Regions from separate parts of the Danio rerio genome. Here region 1 is linked to region 2. A link is a contact called in public Micro-C data. All regions are on one chromosome and are shown on one strand. Each heading gives the region's core, a stretch centred on a gene start, on an enhancer-like site or on the middle of the called end of the contact. The rest is flanking DNA. Distances are from core to core; before and after follow the strand shown.

What was found. A called contact is a pair of places that touch in the nucleus more often than the background predicts.
Region 1: a Micro-C map of caudal fin shows a contact between it and region 2, with 5 times the contacts expected there. The contact joins the promoter of paip2b here to the promoter of htt in region 2. A contact is called at or near these places in 4 of 18 Hi-C or Micro-C datasets (caudal fin, embryo, hematopoietic stem cells and 1 more) and 2 of 4 datasets of contacts at active chromatin or transcription factors (caudal fin and gastrula embryo).

The regions. Positions count from the first base shown.
Region 1 is chr1:44,554,544-44,557,264 of GRCz12tu, forward strand. It overlaps paip2b (poly(A) binding protein interacting protein 2B), which reads left to right and starts at 1,468. Exons shown (of 4, transcript NM_200766.1): 1 at 1,468-1,566; 2 at 2,665-2,721. The coding sequence starts at 1,560. trnae-cuc (transfer RNA glutamic acid (anticodon CUC)) reads right to left here and starts at 1,032; the gene lies at 961-1,032.
Region 2 is chr1:44,463,099-44,465,828 of GRCz12tu, forward strand. It overlaps htt (huntingtin), which reads right to left and starts at 1,256. Exons shown (of 67, transcript NM_131018.1): 1 at 1,159-1,256. The coding sequence starts at 1,256.

The DNA of each region.
Region 1 (2,721 bases), core at 218-2,717, 92 kb after region 2:
AATAAAATGTTTAATTACATGTATGTTTTTTGGGCAGCACGGTAAAGCAGCCTCACAGCAAGAAGGTTGCTAATTCAAGTTCCGGGTGGACCATGTTGGTATTTCTGTGTGGAGCATGTTATCGCCGTGTTCGCGTGGGTTCCCCCGGGTGCAAAAGTCAAAAGACATGAAGTCAAAAGACATTATTTAAATAATTTCAAGACCTAATTGAATTTGAGTAAGTGTAGTGTGTGAATATAAGAGTGTAACATTTATTTGGAAAAATAAAACAAATTATTTACGTAAAAATCATATGGTCAAAGAGTATGAACATGGAGGTTTAAAAACCTTAGATTTTGAATCTCCTCTTGGCACTTTTAGAGTTATATGGTTGAAAGAGTGTTTAGCTAAGCCTTATTCAATATGGTATCATATCCCAAATAATTTGTTAAAAAAAACTGGTGGCCTTGAATTTGTATTAAGATGTGATCATGATTGTTCAAAGCTTCCTTTGAAGTTGTCTAATTTTCATAAGCAAATACTACTTTTTTGGAACCTTGCTTCTTGTTGCAGTTGTAACAATTTTAATTTATTTTAATGGTAAACATGCCTTGCGATGTTGATTGTTCCCTGTTTTGTGATGTAAATGTAAGAGTGTATGGGTGTTTCCCAGTGTTTGGGTTGCAGCTGAAAAGGCATCCGCTGCGTAAAACATATGCTGGATAAATTGGCGGTTCATCCCTATTTAATAAAGGGACTTTGTATAAATGTATGTATGTTGTTTAACTACAACTTGAGTGTTTATACTTTTTGAATTTAGGTATTGATGTCCCTCACACAATTCAGAGATCTGAAGTATTTGATTTGATAAAATAATTTAATTTAACGCTATTAACAACTGGGTTATTACATTAATCTTGTTTGGATTAAGTCCGTTTGCATTTATAAGAGTTCTGAAACCAATATGTTTAAAAGTACAAGTTCCCTGACCGGGAATCGAACCCGGGCCGCGGCGGTGAGAGCGCCGAATCCTAACCACTAGACCACCAGGGAGAGATGTCGATCAATAGGTTTAGATCCAGTATGAGCAAGTACTGCCCATATATATCATCATTGACTGCCATAATATTTAAGGTTATTGCGGTTCTTTCCGCTGTGGCGACCTCTGAAATAGAGACTAATAAGCCAAAAGAAAGTGAATGAATGTGTGCATGCTCATGATTCAGATCCTATCGTCAATATCTTTGGCGATTGTTTTTAATGAAACCACCAACATGTAAATTGCTTAACGATACAAATGTAATTTGCATTGTCAGTTTCTTGCAAAAACACGCTTGAATTGAGTAGCAGGGCCTGCAGCAATCATGTTGAAATCTAAAAAAAAATTAAAAATCAGTCAGATGTTGAAATACCGATGATGACCGACAGGACGCGCCCGCGACGTGTTTGTTTGAAAGGCCCACATGAGCACTCTGACGTAGGCTTGAAATCTAGCCAGGTAACGGTGTCGGTGCAAACAGGAAAATTACCTCTTTTACTCGACTTATTTGGAGATAGATTAGAGCGACAGACGCGTTACAATGCCGGGTAAGTCCTCTTAGCTGCTCATATCTGTGAAAAGAGCCATGTTTAATGTTTTGACTTTGAAACTGTTGTGTGCTTCTCTCACCCTCTTTGTTTTGTGAAATGGTTGCCTTCGATTAATGCGTAGAGTGGCAAATATAAGTAATACAACAGATGTAACGTTAAGTGAAACGCAGATTAAGCCGATGAAAACTCACTTTGTAGAGTTTTGTGTGTAGCGCTGTGAGCATGGAGGCCTAGTGATGTGTCTGCGATGCAGGCTAACTCGCGCATTTAGCACGCTACTTAATTTAACGTTACCACACGAAAGCCTTTTAAACTATTCAACACAACAAGTACCACATTTGCTTAAATGGCAGGTGGGTAACCTTTAAACACTACTAAGTACGGTCATAAAATGGGGTTTCACGTGGAAAGAACGTTGTTGTTGTTGTTATGTGTCGGCGGTGGCTCGTGCTAACGCGCATAGCTTCATAGTTACAATATACACTAACGGGGCGTTAGACAAACGTGAGCAAGTGTTTAACTTTTTTTTACTCAAACGAAGTTGTTCTCGTAAGCAAAAGGGGCTGTTTTAATTTGAGGCTTTCTTTAATAGTTTATACTAAAGATAGTTATCCCTTGAGCCTTGGCCAGGCCTCACGTTACAATGAATCAAATCCATGTGGAGAAAGATGGTGTCGACTGACCTCCTCTTTGTCTCATTTATGCAACACGCTGATAGTTATTAACAGATAGTTATATAATGATCTTTAAACCGTGTGTGTTACGCACTGCGTCGTGTAGCGGGCATTAGAAAAGCTTAATAAACGTTATCCTGCCTTGAGTTTGCCACATCAAACCACTAATTTGCCAGCGTGTTTAGTGTTTGTACTTTACAAAGACACCAATCATATTGCTGTATAGTTATATAAAATGTGTGTTAATTATGCTTTCATGCAGTTAAATCATTCATTTATCCCGTGTACCGCGAGTGTTGATGTAAACATGTCTTTTCACGAGTCTCTTGTGTTCACAGGCATCACTTTTGTCGTCTGTCTGTCTGTACTGAGGCTGTTGATTTCTGTTTTTTGAGTATTAACATTGCGTTTACACTCCCAGAACCTGCTGATATTAACAGTCCGGAGGTAGCAAAGACACCAGGAGGCGGCAGTGGAC
Region 2 (2,730 bases), core at 6-2,505:
AATCTTCTCTCTGTTAAACAGAAATTGGGGAAAAAATAAACGGGGGCTAATAATTCAGGGGGGTTAATAATTCATCAAAAATACAGTGAAAATTGTGAAATGTTACTGCACTATGAAATAACTGTTCAAAAGTAGTGTATCATTTAATTTAATAGTTTATTTCTGTGATATTAAAGATGAATTTTCAGCTTCATTACTCCAATAGTCCCATAATCAATCAGAAATCACTCTAATATTAATTATTATTGTAAAAAGCAATAATTACTGGAGTGATAACTTCATTTAATAAACTTCAAGTAATAAATAAATATTTAAATAAGTGTTTACATTTTTTTTTTACATTTGATGATGAACAGAATAATTTTATTAAAAAAAATAAAAACATAAAAAGAACCCCAAAGTCTATATGTAAAAAACCGGTAATGTACATATAGACGTACATGTATAATAGTGGTTCAAATATCTGTCCTTAACACAGTGCATGACCAAAATATAAATATACATTATATTTTTGGGAATGCTCTGCGAACCTTAAATATTATACTTTAATATGGCATCAAAGTAAACATGCCAAAGCAGATATTTATGAGATGTTTATGAGTAAAGGGAAGGCACAATGACACATCTTACATTTTCAATATTTGGATACTAAAGACTATTTTTGAGTGTGTGTTTGAGCTGTACGTCATATATGACAGTATTGTTTATCTAATGATGTTTAGTGACAGACGAAGACAAGCAGTTGTGGGAAGTCAGAATAAAAATTCAGAAGATGGCAGCATTCAAACACAAATAAACAGATTCATTCAGTGTAATTGTTTTACACCACAACACTCTTGGACATCAGAAGTCCTGAAGCCAGTTCTTGAGGAGTGCGCAGTGTCTGATCTCAGCACTGACGCAGAATCTAACAAGGCTCTGTGACACATCTATGGTGTTGAGCATCATGTGATTAAAAACCCAAGACAACAACAACAATAGTCAGCCTTATGAAAAGACAACACTGCACTTATGCATGTTGTGATAATAACATTAGCATGGCCACGGTGTCAAGTGATGTCAGCGCCCTAATTATGAAGATGATGATCATGATGATGAAGCAGAGGGCTATTACTGCAACAAAGCGTTAAACAGCATTAACATCAGTTCAGCACTCACTGTTTCTGGACGAGCTCCTCGGCCGACAGCGGGCCTTGCTGCTGCTGGAATGATTTTAGCGACTCAAACGCTTTCATTAGCTTCTCCATGGTGGCCATTTTAACAGAAGCTGTGATGAAGATATAATCTGATCGGAGATAGGGTAATATTTACAAACTGAAAACGACAGCCAGTGTCACAGACTGGTAACGAGCGCTGTGCAGAATGCCGAAGGGAAACTGACGGTGTCGTCGAGACGGACACCCCCTCACGGAGGACAAAAGCCCTTCAAGTCCGGTCTAATTTCCGCACACCATCCGATTAGGACCATTGTTCAAACAATATGCTCTGAAGGTAGTTGATAGCACGTCCAGTTCCGAAAGCCATCTTAAAGCTGGGTTAGGAGAGCAACTGTTCTGCTGTATTTCCGGGTTAATAAAACTCCTGTCAAAATTGAAGTCCTCTAATTCATAATAAAATCAATGGCGAATGTCTGCATCTACAGCTTGCTTAGCTTGATTGTGATGCAAGTCTTCCGCCAGACCGACTGATAATGTTCTTGATCAATTACTAAACTTTTTTTTGTGTTTGTTTTGATAATTTAAAATTTGATGTAATATTTCTGACGAAACGAACATGTGTTATTGTTGTGTATACAAATATATTGGCAAATATACCCTATTGTACGTGTAAAAAGGACAGCTAGTTTCTGGAAAATTAATACACTTTATACATTTACTGTAATTGTGAAGACATCTAAACAAGCAAAACAAACAAATTAAATAAAACTATAGGTTGCTTTAACACAGATTATATTGTTTTTAAATCACACAAAATACATATTCTAATAATATTAAATTAATGGCTGGTAATTATAAATGTTATGTCAGATTTAAATATGTGCAACCATGTGGATCAGGGGTGCCCAAACTGGTTCATATGAAGGGCCAAAAACCAAATATCATTGAGAGCTGTGGGCCAAAGGTAAATACCCAACTATATTACATTAAAGTTGGCATGGGTAATTTCCTAACTTATTTCACTTTATTTTAAAATAAATAAAACAATTCTTTAAATTCTATTAATTATTATATTATAATTTTTATTATTTTATTAGTAGTATTATTATTAATTATTATCTTAATTGTATTGATGCAGTTATAACTTTTTTAATGATAACTTATTGTAATAACAAACAAACAATCGCATTTATAACACAGTGGAGTTCAAAAATAACTTTTAAAAATAAGACAAACAAACAAACAAAGGGTTGCATTAAATTTGAATGGACAATCTCAAAAGCATCCCATCATGTTTCCTCTATTCTCAGATGGGATGGTAGGTCAAATCAAAGATTACCATGGGCCAACTTTGGCCCGCGAGCATCTCGAGTATTGATCAACATGAAATGTACTGTCACATACTTTAAAAAGTGCATCTTTTATAACCTGATTATTGAACTTTCTACACTGTAAAATAACGCTGTAATATATTACTTTTTAAAGAATGTTCATATATCATCTAAAAACTTGACATTGTGAATGTCTTTAGAATTTTCAGAAATCAAATTTTTACAACTATATTAGAGAACAT